2 separate regions of the Triticum aestivum genome follow, and region 2 is linked to region 1. A link is a contact called in public Hi-C data. All regions are on one chromosome and are shown on one strand. Each heading gives the region's core, a stretch centred on a gene start, on an enhancer-like site or on the middle of the called end of the contact. The rest is flanking DNA. Distances are from core to core; before and after follow the strand shown. Region 1 holds the start of LOC123181174 (trihelix transcription factor GTL1). Region 2 has its middle 200 kb from the start of LOC123181175.

Region 1 (6,588 bases), core at 2,952-5,451:
CGTTGGAACCGGCACTAATGGTCACATTAGTGCTGGTTCAGTTACAAATCGGGACTAATGTGCTTCACATTAGGCCTTTTTGCTACTAGTGACAATCAAAGCAGGAAGTAGGGTATTACCTATTCGTGAGGGCCCGAACCTGGTAAAAAATTGTCTCCTTCGTCCCTGTTACCACCGATCCGAGATCCACAGCTCGGGACCCACTACCCCGAGGTCTGCCGGTTTTTACCACCGACATAGGTGAAAAGGATTTCAAATGAACTGTGGACTTGCCAATACATTCAATGTGTTGACCCTGGTGGCTAGAACGTATCATGGTGCAGGTGGTGACTACAAGGAGTGACTTACGCAGGCTTTCGTGCCTCCACTCGACATGCTTCCCCGTTGTGTTGGTGGAGCTTACCAAGATGTCTACCTTAGATTTGCTTTTGTTTCCGCTTGTTATGAACTCTGACTGCTTATTGTAAGACTATGTATTTGACTAGCTTGTGGCTAGAGTCTGTAAGACTATTTGCTTTCTGGATCATGCGATGTAATAAAGGACGCATTAGTGTATGATACAACATCGGCACCATGTATGCCGACGATTTGATCCAGGGGTTGGCATAGAAACACACAGAGACTGTATGCCTGAAAAGATGGGTCGTGGCATGAGCACAAACTTACTGCCGGAAGCACACATGTAAACTCGCAGGGGAGCACCACCACCACCACCACCCCTACCACATCTGCTAGAAAATAGGGGAAAGGATCTCTGATCCGTACCTACTCGAGTCGTTGTCGGCCACCGCCGATCCCGCACCCGTTGTCGTCGCCACCGCGGTAGGTATGCCCTGGTCGCCCAAAGCCCTGCGCCGCCGCCCCTGCCGCCCTCCCGAATCCAGGCTCTGTCGCTCCTTCCAGCCACATGAGCCACCGCCACTGTGAGATCTAATCCCTCTTCGGTTCGTAACAAAGGCAGTTGCAAAACGCCTACTCTAAAATAAAAGCCCAATTGTAGGAAACGGACGCGGACGCGGATGTGGAGATGCTCTCGATAGTCTCATCAACATACGATCCAACGGTCACGGAACTAGCGGACGCGATCGTTCGGCTGAAGGTAAGCTTTTCCTTAATTAATCGGGTGATTTGGGACGGTTGCTTTTACACCTCTCAAGGCATCGTCAATCATTATCCTCCCCAGCAGATCATGGGTGATGCAGGTGGGATCGTGTGCCACCTGGAGGGAAAAGATTCGTCTTTCTCACGTCCTTGATTTCAGCATATTTCCAACCCAGGGTAATGCTACACGCACAACAATACATTACCACGCATACATGTATACTCCACACTGTGCTAGTAGTACATTTTCTTTTCTTTTGCAGTTTTTCCCATATAATTATGTTGTCACCAGAAGTACTACTCCCTCCTTGTACTAAATCAGCAACACTTATGGAATGGAGGGAGTAGTAAACAAGAAATCTAATGTCAGCACGTCACAATTTTCACTAGACAAACTCAAGGTCCAACTCAAAAGAACTGTATTACATGTCTTCAAGGAAATATTTACTTATGAACAACACATGCTCCATCGTCTAGTTTTTGTATTGTAGGAGAAGAATGTTCATCTTGCAGTATGATACTTCCTTTGATTTTTAAAAAAGGTTTTGCATGTTTTTTATTGCATACCAAGGTCGTTTCAAGCGCACCAATCATGTAAGTGTGCACCCACTCAACTCAACTTGTAATTTGTCCAAATGACCACGAGCCTTGCTTTTGAAGAAAGAGAAAAAAATTAAGCGCCTTGTTTTTGGATCAAATGGAGTACATAAGAATAATGATATTATTTTTAAATCAAATATCATATATGGTTAATAACGCACAAATAGTGATACCGTTTTAAATCAAGAGTCACACAGTATACGTAACTAAACATATACACGAGCGTCTACCATTAATGATGAGGACATTTCTTTTTTTTATACATGAGTGTCTACCATTACTGATGAGGACATTCCTATCATTGTTACACCTATAGTCTTTGCTGCTACACATGTACAAGTACCAGAAAAAAAGGACCGGCCACTAGAGCTCTCGCACGCCAATTATATTGCCTGATACTCCTTCTGTTTCGAGAGACTACATCCAATGCTCATTAGAATATGATGTTTTTCCAAATTAGATGTGTTTGAATTGATTAGGAATGAAGGGCCTATAATGAACAAGAGAGATTAGCATTGGAGCATAATCAAGCATGAAGCCGGAGAAAAAGGGGCGAAATGTGTTTCTTGATACAAAGTATTAGCATGTGTCAGCTATTTGTAGAACAAAAATATGGTGAAATGCATGCATATGCCACCTTACATGCGTGTTACACACAAAGCGGTGATGAAAGAAGTGACACAACACGTACAGTATATAGTCAGTACCGCACACACAAGATCCCACGTATTTATAGAGTTAGGTGGCAAGCATGCATGCCGTCACGAACAAAGAGACGATCGACGATGAATCCAACTATATATGCGGGTCGCTCACGCTTTTGACTTTACATTAGCATCCATCTTCTACATGTCATGCTAACTTGGATTTATAGCCCAAGGATATTGCTCGGTGTTTGTATATATGTATAACGCGAGAGCGACAAACTAGTAATTAGTACATCATGCATTGCATATATCTTTATATATACCGCTAAAGTTTCCACCATATATACATTTATGGAGGCGGTTGGATAGATAGAGTGACACGCTATGTTTGCATTGATGCATGTACAACTTCATTAGAACCAATTGACTCGAAATATTTATTCAACGGTTCGCAGATAAACTGGACACTCACAACCAGCACAAAATTTAACTAGAAAATTGGCACCTGCAAATATTGCCTGAACCGAGTCAATAGTTGTGTTGCATAAAATGACACGTGCCATTTGCCACAATAGAACATACACTGTGTTTGTCGTTGAGATATGATCAAATATTTTAGTGCATTGCACATATTTTATTGCTAGTATACCAAAATCAGTGGCAAATACTTATCAGGTTTTTGGTTCAATAATGTTAGTAGGTACTATCATTTTTTTCGTTTTACTGTGCTAAGTTCAAAGATAGAGTGAAATATATGCATGGATGGTATTTTTGTGCACGACTCCAACCCTTACTGTGAAATCTCATGTAAAATGTAAATACATATGTATATGCTTGCCATGATTTTCTTTGTTCCAGTAGTACAAACAGTCTGTGACCATATCAATTCTCCACTTCAACTCCCTGCCCCCATATATTTGTAAGATGCATTTCCATGTGAAAAGAAATGCCATCCTGCCCATACATTAACTTAAGCAGGGAAAGAATAATGCAGGTGGTTAACTTAATTAATCACCCAGATTTTTTTGCCTAATCATTAAAAAGGGCCACATGGCCATTTATTACCTGGAAAGGGAGGGATTAACCCACAACATGCCAATGTATGGCCATTTTTATACTCCTCCGCCTTCTCCACGCACGCGTGGCTTCTCCAACCGAAACGCATGACACATGGGTCAAGCAAAGTCACGGGCCCACAGCTCAGTGGCGTCTGCGTGCGGTAAACCTCGTCGGTTTTGCCTGGGCGAGTGGTGATGGGGGTCCGCGTTAATCGCCGGGCACGTTCTGCACCTCTTTCGCTCTCCGCGCGGGCCCACAGCACAGCTGTTATAATGTGGTCTTGTCTGCTGCTCCTCTCTCTCCTCGTCCTTCCTTTTTATCTCTCTCTTTCTGCCGTTTCTCCTAACTAATTTTGTTCTCTCAAGCTTATGTCTCTTTTTTTTCCTGGCTTTGAAGGTTACTGCTGAAAGAGAAAAATAAATCTTGCTGCGATTAATTGTTTCCCTGCCCTCTAAATTAGCTTCATCGAGATGTTTTGATGGTGATCAATACTAGTGCAGTGTTGGAAAAGGATGCCAGAAGCTATAGTAGTACTTGGAGGAAATGATACAAGGTTGAGTTACTGGTAAAAAACGGTTAATCCGGTGGATAACATATGACCTATTAAGATATATTGTATGGGGAAGGGAAATGAGTAAGATCGCCACAGAATCCAACATATTCCGCCATGGGGATTGAGGTAGGGGAGTTTTGTAGAGGGGTATTTGTGCTCCCCTCCCTTTCATTACAAGCCTCCCCCCAACCCATCTCTTTCTCTCTCCTCTACATGCTGCTCACATGTTTCTCTCTCTACCATTGCCCGGCAGGCAGGCACTCCTCTCCCTCTCCTCCGTCCTTTGGGTTTTTAACTAGCAGGAGCATTAGGCAGAGGGAGGTAAAGCCACCCTGACAGCGCAGCATCTCCTTTGTTTTATCTCCCACATCATCCCCCTCATCATCGTCTGCACACAACAAACAACCCTCTCTCCTCTCGCTGTATTCAACATTTCACTTCTCTCTCAACCCCCCTCCCTCTCTCTCTCCTTCACAGCTATCATATTCTCGTCCCCTCTCTCTCCTGCAATCCACCCTACTCTTATTTATTGCAGGCTTACTGAAGGTATCTTTAATTCTTTTTTCCTCTCTCTTCTTCCTCCTCCCCTCTCCCTTGCAGAGGGTATTTTTCTTGTGCCAGGCTTCCTTCCTGTACTAGAGCTCCTCTATTCCTCCTCTTCTTCTTCATCCCTGACCTGCCTACCACCTCATCTCCGTTTCTTTCCCTTTTCCCCCCTCTCCTTCTCTCTCTGCTCTTTCTGGCTGTCCTGGCCTCCCATCTTTTTCACTTCCCTCTCATGTACTGATCATTCCATCACCTCCATTCCCTATGCCCCTCTGGTAACGCTTTGCCGGCGACGTGCACCCAGTGTGTACTAGCATGCAGCAGCAGCAACCGCAGCATCAGGGTGGAGGCCCGGGACAGCAGTTCGGCCTGCATCCCCCAGAGATGCCGCCATTCTCGCCGTCCAGGAGCACCGGCCAGCAGCGGATCTCGATGGCCGAGGCGCCCTCGCCCATCAGCAGCCGCCCGCCGGCGCCTGGGCCGCCGCCGCCTCAGCAGCAGCAGCTCAACAACGAGCTAGCAGGTGCCGGCGCTGTGGGCTGCGACGAAGAGGCGCTCGCGGCCGGCGAGGAAGGCTTGGGCGGCGGCGCTGGAGGAAACCGGTGGCCGCGGCAGGAGACCCTGGCGCTGCTCAAGATCCGGTCGGACATGGACGCCGCCTTCCGGGACGCCACCCTCAAGGGCCCACTCTGGGAAGAGGTCTCCAGGTAAATTACAACCCACTCGAATTGACCTCCGCCAGACAATTGCGCACGCCGTCCCTGGAGGCCGGAAATTGTCGTCGCCGTAATGCCGCATGAAATCTCGGCGGCGGCGTGGTGTGATTCCCGTCAGCCGTGGCTGTTTAATTACCGGCTAAAAAACACTTCTTTTTACACTTTTGCCTTAACTATGCTTCACGAGCACAGTGACTTTTTTTCCATTTTAAAATCATATCGCTCTCCTTCCCCACTTTTCCCTGAGTTTTTTGTCCAACCATCTCTTCGACATGAGAGGTACCAGTACTACTCCCGTAAGCTTCAGATCCGGGGGCATCAATCCCAGAGAGGCTATATCTTATACTCTGGCCCTCTGAATTTCTGCAAACAAAAGTTGGATTTTGATTCCCGATTTAATCTATTTTGCATTCTTCTTGGGATTTGCCATTCTTGCTAGTAGTGCTGCATGTATGCATATGCCTTTCTTTATCTTTTGCATTTGGGTGCCCAAATCGAGTAAAATTCTACCAGTACATGCATGCAGCTTTTGTGTGAGGGTTACGGTTTTACTTGCATGATGTGTGAGTTCGTATGTGTGCAATTGTGGTTGTAGCGTAGAGCTCCATTGACGAGGTTCTTTTCTTTTGTGCTGTTGATGCTCATGATGATTGGTGTTGGTGGTGGTTGGCAGGAAGCTGGCCGAGGAGGGGTACAGGCGGAACGCCAAGAAGTGCAAGGAGAAGTTCGAGAACGTTCACAAGTACTACAAGCGCACCAAGGACAGCCGCGCCGGCCGCAACGACGGCAAGACGTACCGCTTCTTCCGGCAGCTCGAGGCGATGAACAGCACGTCCGGTGCGACGGCGGCTCCGATGGCGTCGGCCCCGCCGCCGGCGACAGCCGTTGGGGTGCCTGGGGCGGTGGGACCCACGGCCGTACGGCCCCTTGCCGAGCCGCCGCCTGTTGGTGCCGCGGCCGCCGCTACGGCTGGCCTGCCGACGCCGGTGGTAGTTGGCAACCTGAGCTTCTCAACGTCCAACACGGAGGAGTACTCGGACGAGGACGACTCCGACGACGAGGGCACCGACGACATGGGCGGCGGCGCGGACGAGCGAGGGAAGAGGAAGAGGACGTCGGAAGGTGGCGCCGCGGCTGGTTCTGGCGGCGAGGCCGGGAGCGGGAAGATGATGAGGTTCTTCGAGGGGCTGATGAAGCAGGTGATGGAGCGTCAGGAGGCGATGCAGCAGCGGTTCCTGGAGGCCATCGAGAAGCGGGAGCAGGACCGCATGATCCGCGAGGAGGCGTGGCGGAGGCAGGAGATGGCGCGCCTGGCGCGCGAGCAGGAGATCCTCGGGCAGGAGCGCGCCATGGCTGCTACCCGCGA
Region 2 (6,588 bases), core at 2,830-5,329, 670 kb before region 1:
CTTAACTTTTTTTCTAGTATGACGATGCTCAAAATTAACCACGGAAGTAGAGAATTGGTGATTACACAAACTTATGATCCACCGTAATGCTAGCAGGTCCACCCGCAAAAAGAAAAATGCTAGCAAGTCTTCATGGGGAAAGAAAATTAGATTTGTTCTTGCAACATAATCCTAATCCAAAATGTCTTCCAAATTACTGTTCACAGAACGATAATCCTACGTCTACGTAACTCACTACAAAGACTTACGAAAGCTTCCTAACTAAAACTCCCCCCCCCCCCTCATTTTAACGGGGTGGGCCCCTGCTGCCCCTATCCATCCAATCCCACCTCACCACGTTTCCTTTTACGTAAAACATTTAAGTAACCTACCTAAGTTTAGCATTACTCTTCAAAGAATATACTAAAAACCTTTCGTTGTGATTCCGAATGTCATTTTTCTTTAATTAGTTGCTGGATTGACCATTAAGTCCCTTTTGAAAAGGCTATTTTACATGTACTACCTCTGTAAATTAATATAAGACGTTTTAGATCACTACTAGTACCTAGTAGTGATATTGTATTTTTTTTAAAGAATATAGGTATTTTTGGTGATAGTTTGGTAGTTTTTGTTGTTTCGTTTAACAATATGTGATGTTGTGTGGGGGTATTTCCAATATTTGTAGAAAGACCGATAAGTTTCAATCAGGGGGTTATGTACATGTTGCTATGGTAACCTGGTAAAAAGAAATGTGTAAGTTGGTGCTTCAAACACAACTAAAACTAATGGAAACCAAATGTTAAGAGTGTTTTCAATTTATACACTTTTAAAACAATACAAAAATATGAAGCATATAACAATCGTGTCTAATGGAATATAGTACTGATAACCTTTTGTTGTGATGATGCTTCCGACCGTCTTTTGTATATGATTCCAAACGTCCTTTTCTACAGTTCATTGGGTTGGTCATTAGGTCCAAGGTTGTCAAAATCGTGATTCTATTATACGATTCTATGACTTTATGATCCAAACTAACCCCTCTGATTCTACGATTTTGGTTTGTGAATCTACATTTCTACGACCCTGATAGTAAACATTCTACGATTTGTGATCTTACCATCGGTGCTCCGATCTGATTCAGAATCATCATTCTGGCAACCTTGGTTGGGTCCTTGTTGGAAAGGACATTTTACACCTACTCCCTTCGTCCCATAATATAAGTGTTTTTTACACTAGTATAGTGTCAAAAATGCTCTTATATTATGAGAGGGAGTACCTTATAGTGATATTTTGATTTTTACAGATAAATATTTCGGTGACAGGTCGGTAGTTTCATTTAACCATATTATTGTTGTGTGGAGGAGTGTGGGTATTTTCCGTGTTTGTAAATAACCCGATAAGTTTATGTTTGCGGGATATGTAGAACAATAGATACATTGTTCATGTATATTCAGGCTGGGATATTTTTATAGAAAATTGAAAACATAGCTAATTTATTGGCACACATGAGAAATTAATACTCCCTTTGTATCAAAATATAAGACATATTATGACACTATGTTAGTGCCAAAAAAACATCTTATGTTTTTTATACGGAAGGAGTAAGAATGTCCCTTTACCATGTGTCGCAAGTCAGTTCTCATTTTGCAGAAGAAAACTTGAACGTTACTCGTGACATCATACATTAACGCTCCAAGCATGTGACCTAGGTTGTGTACATAGTCTAGTAAGCTGATATTGATAATCTACACTCACGAACTAGCTATACCACATGAACTTAACAAGAACCAAGGCCCACTGCAATCTAAGATATAAGACTGACTAGCACAAAATCATAATTGTACGACACAAACTTAATGGTGAACCAAAGCCTATAGGCATGTTTGCATCGGGTCCTCAACTCACAGTGCTAACATGCGACTCGCCACATCTGAGCGCGAGCAAATCGTCTGTCATGCTTGAGGCCTAGGAGAGTGTGGCATGGTAGCTTATCTTGGTTCGGCGCGCGGTTGTATGACAGCTACCAAATGATTCCCTAGTTTAGTTGGCACGTGACACATGTGGCTTGGCAGTCGAAGGCGTGATCCAAACACACCTCAACTGCCCAAACTCACAACTGGATGACACTCACATGACATACCACCCAACTTTAGGAATTGTTTTCTTATGGCTACCACTCCAAGTTTGAGATTTGGGCTATCCGAGAGACTTCGCCGCCCCTGAAGTTGCGATCAAGTGAAAAAACATCCAAGACACTAGAGCTGAATGATGTGTTTGCATTCATGGTTGTGGTATTGTATTACTTGAGATATAATTTTTTCATCAAAGTCCTGCCGAAGCCTTGACTTTCAATGGATCAAAATTCTTCTTGAGTTTAGAACAACAAATAGTGCTGGCCATTATAAGGGAGGGGCATTTTTAATGAAGGGGGCTCTCATTTACTCAAACGTCGTGCCAAAAGTTATACAAGTTCAACAACCGGTTTTTATCTAACCAAACCTACACAACCAACCAACACTACACATCACACAAATAAACAAGAGGGAAAGATGATGAATCGAGCATATCTCAGATTATTAAGTTTCTTGTGGTGGAACAACCCAATAACAGCGGCAGACCCATGTTGGGCCTAGTGTGGGCCTAGGCCCCCACTCAATTTCTGTTTTGTAGCTTTGAAGCTCAGTTTTACTAGTTGGGCCCCCCAGTTGACAAAGCAAGTGTGCCCACACTCTCACTTCGGCCTCAATTGAAATTTTGGGCTGGTTCCGCCCCTGCCCAATAATCTCTACTATTATAGTACAAGAAATTTTAAACTTGGGATTAGCCATCCATCCTGAGCAGCGGCACTTCTTAGCCGTTGATTCCCTCTATGGAGTGAATCCCTGTCGTTTATCATAGCAAACTCGAGTGATCCAACGGCTGTAGTTACTGGGATTCGCTCCATCCAGTCGCCCGCCAAAACGAGGTGGGCGGGATTTTTCTGGACCGATCGAGACACTACACGGCTACCTGCACACCTTGCATCATCACGTGATGGTGACTAGAAATTTTCTCATTCAAGATCTTCTATGGCTGGCTTTTGTAGTACCTATTGTGTAAACATAGATTTTTTTAATGAAGAAACAAATATCGTATTTGCAGTTTGACCGGGACACCACGTGCACTGCACGTGCGTCATACTAGTAAAATTTAAGTCCTAGACTTGATACCGGTACTCAGAATATGTTCTCATCGACTATACTGTGTGTTTTTTCTTTTGCGAGAAAACTTTCGATGTATTCATCAACTGTAAAGGTAGTACAAAGACTATAAGTAAAATTTACATTCAGGTCCGTAGACCACCTAGCGCGACTATAAGCACTGCAGCGAGCCGAAGGGCCACCGTCATCGCCCCTCCCTCGTCAGAGCCGAGCAAACATTGTTGTAGTAGACAATCGAAAAGTCGTCATGCTAAAACTCCATAGGACCAGCGCACCAGAACAGCAACCACCGTCGATGAAGAGAGGTGTAGATCGGAAGGATCCAACCTGCAGACACACAGATGTAGACCGAAACCAGGCGGATCCACCGAAGACAATCGATCGGATCCCACGAGATCCGCCGGAGATACACCTCCACACGCCCTCCGACGATGCTTGAAGCATCATCGGGACGGGGCTAGGCGGGGAGAACTTTATTCCATCTTCAAAAAGCCGTTGTCGCCTCGCCTTCTTGAGTATGATACAAACCCTAACAAAACTTAGAAAATCACCTAAAAAAACGAAGCCCTCTCGCCGGCAAAGGCTGGGTTCCACTGCACCTCCATTGTCCAAAGACCATAGAAAATGAGGCAGACTGACGGCCGCGCCGGCGAGTGGGAGGGAAACCGTTGAATAGAGTTCGCACGATAGAATATACTGTGTTTGAAAAAGCAGTTGGAGGGGCGAGGAAAGGGATGCAACAAAACGGGAAACGACACGGCCAACCACGAGGTCAAAGTGACGGACACTCGGTCAGCGCTCCCGAGAAAAATTAGCTGCGCCGTGCATGCACGACCCCTTCTTGATCGCTCGACTCGACTGGAGTCCACGTTTCACAGCGGTCACAAACCAACGACATGTCGGCCTCGCCTGTAGGAGTACATGCTAGTGATAGTAACTGACAGCTGCGCGTCGCGAACGCGATTAGGACCGGCGTGCGTGCTGGTAAAAAGACCCGTTCTTGGTCACTTCGCTGACCGCTGTGATGGTTTAGCCGCCACCAGTAATTCGCCGGCTTGAGCAATTTAGCATTGTTGGCAGTGGATAGATGCCCGGGCGGATGTCAGCGGCAGCCATAACCGGTCAATTATTATTGAGTAGTACTAGCAAGCAGAGAAACACGTCTCCTAGCTTGGCTCGAACAATCGCGGATTCTGCAGACGAAATCTCGCCATCTCTTCGGCTAAAAAAAAATCTCGCCATCTCTGACGGTGCAAGTTGTTGGGAAACCGGGGCCACCACGATGATGGCGGCGGCTAGCGCACGAGTAGCTAGGGATAGCCCCTCCCGTTTCCCCTCTTTACGTTAAGTGGGTACTTATCCCTTGACCCTTTACCCCCTATATAAAGGAACGAGGAGCCATCATTGTAATGATTGATCATTGATTAATAAAAGCTGGTCTCCTCCATATATCTTGTGTCCTTTTACTTTCGCGTGTTCGACTACTTCGTCTACGACGCTCGCCCTCGCTCCGCAACCTCGGACCGGACTCGCCGGCGGAGTTGCGGAACACGTTATCAGCACGCTTCGCTCCATCAATTCTCCATCAAGCCTGCGTCAAGCCTGCATCACGCAGGCTTTCGTCGATCGCGCGGAGGTATAAGATCCGATCCCCACTTTTGCAAAAATGGATTCCTCTCGTTACTACGATTCCGTTTTTGCGATTAGATTATTTTTCGGATAAATCTACCTATGGTGTGGATTTCTCTTCTAAAAACCGAGCGGACGAACACGTCGCCGACCAATGTCGATGTTTTTGGATCACGAGAGACTTGTTGACTACACTATACGGGAGTCGGTACATATCGTGATCCAGATGATCACGGTACCGCCGCAACGCACCCGCTGTGCCACGCGCCGTCGACGTTCCCAATGCACACGATGATGTTTTTTTGAGATCCCGACGCCGGCGTCGCCGTCCCAAGCAGCATGGCCATACCCGTGCCCGATGCACGTTCGTGCCGCCGCGGGCCCTGCTGGTCCCGGCTACTGGCCGCCTCCGCGTGCGCGTGAGGTAGCCGCGCCCGGCGGGCTGGCTGGCTTGGCACTTGTCGCCGCCACCGCCGCACCGTGGCCGCAGGCCCCGCTGGCCGTGGCCGCGCGCCCGCTGGCCGCGCCCTGGCCGTGTCATGGCCGCGCCACGCCGCCCCGCCCCGCTGGCCGCGCGCCCCGCTGGCCGCGCCGCGCCGCCCCGCCCCGTCGACCGCACCGTGCGCGCCGCCGCGCCGTGCCGCACCATGCGTGCGCACGGGCCTCTCGAGGCCACCGCCGCTCGGGCGCTCGGGCGCTAGGGTTGGAAACCCTAGCGACCCTGAGCTGGCAAACGGGCTGGCCCAGCGGGCTGTGCGCAATGGGCCTCCCCTTTTCTCCATATAAAAAAAGGGAGGAGGGCGGTGGGGCTGGCTACACGGGCCGACGGCCCATATTTCGGCCTGCAGACGAACTAGGGCCAGGCCAGAGAGCGCGCGCGCGGTTATTTATGTTTTAGCCCCCGCAGTACCGTAAATTTATGTGACTATATTCCTGCTGTAATATTTTGCGTATAAGTCCCTGGAACTGTCTGTTTTCGCTGAAAATGCGTATTTGTGCTTAAAAATACCCCGGGAATTCAATTTTTGGGCTAGTTTTCGCATACTAGATGCGCTTAACATGATATTATTGTATAATTTTACTGCTGTAGATTAATTGTTTAGCACTCTTAATCATTTAGTAAGTCATATAATAGCATGTTTTAAATATTGGAACGTCTTTTTATTGAATAAGTTTATCAACATCGCTTTGTGCAAAAGATTACCTGCTGTAATCTCATGATTTTTGCATAAATCGCAGATGGCCGGAATTGTCCACAAGGAGTTTCCTGAGTTGGCCCAGACAGGGCTGAACTACCTGTCATGGTCCTCAGACTGCGAGATCTTTCTCTAGGGCAAAACCCTCCTGAGGGCGATCGGTAAGGGGGCCCAGCTGGCCGTCACTGATCCCAAGTTCGAAACGGAGAATGCGCAGGCTCTGCACTTTCTCCGTCATCACCTGTCACCTACTCTGAAAGATGAGTATATGGCTGAGCGCAGTGCTTCTGGCCTTTGGACCGCTCTTAAGCAGCGGTTTGACCGGCTGAAGTACACTGTGAAGCCACGTGCAGAGGCAGAGTGGATCCGTCTGAGGTTTGCGGACTTCAAGACAGTTGGGGAGTACAATTCGGCTCTGCACCGGATTTGTACGACTCTTCGGTTGTGTGGTACTGAGATTACCGACTCCCAGAAGATTGAGAAAACCCTATCCACTTTCCACCCCGACGCGGTCCAGTCCTCACGGAACTACCGCCAGGGGAACTACACGAGGTATTCAGAGTTGATTGACGTCCTCCAGGTGG

Evidence for each region. A called contact is a pair of places that touch in the nucleus more often than the background predicts.
Region 2: a contact with region 1 is called in a Hi-C map of leaf, with 7 times the contacts expected there. The contact joins the enhancer-like site here to the promoter of LOC123181174 in region 1. A contact is called at or near these places in 1 of 5 Hi-C or Micro-C datasets (leaf) and 1 of 1 datasets of contacts at active chromatin or transcription factors (leaf).

What each region holds. Positions count from the first base shown.
Region 1 is chr1D:234,087,263-234,093,850 of IWGSC CS RefSeq v2.1, reverse strand. LOC123181174 (trihelix transcription factor GTL1) reads left to right here and starts at 4,201. Exons shown (of 3, transcript XM_044593422.1): 1 at 4,201-5,213; 2 at 5,896-6,588. The coding sequence starts at 4,822.
Region 2 is chr1D:234,758,267-234,764,854 of IWGSC CS RefSeq v2.1, reverse strand. No RefSeq gene overlaps it. Among protein-coding and RNA genes, the nearest start is that of LOC123181175, 200 kb to the left of the region's middle. Within about 2 kb of position 4,079, at least 2 of the 8 cell types and tissues checked have an H3K27ac peak or open chromatin away from gene starts, as enhancers often do. A contact at or near this core is called in leaf, where this site is marked.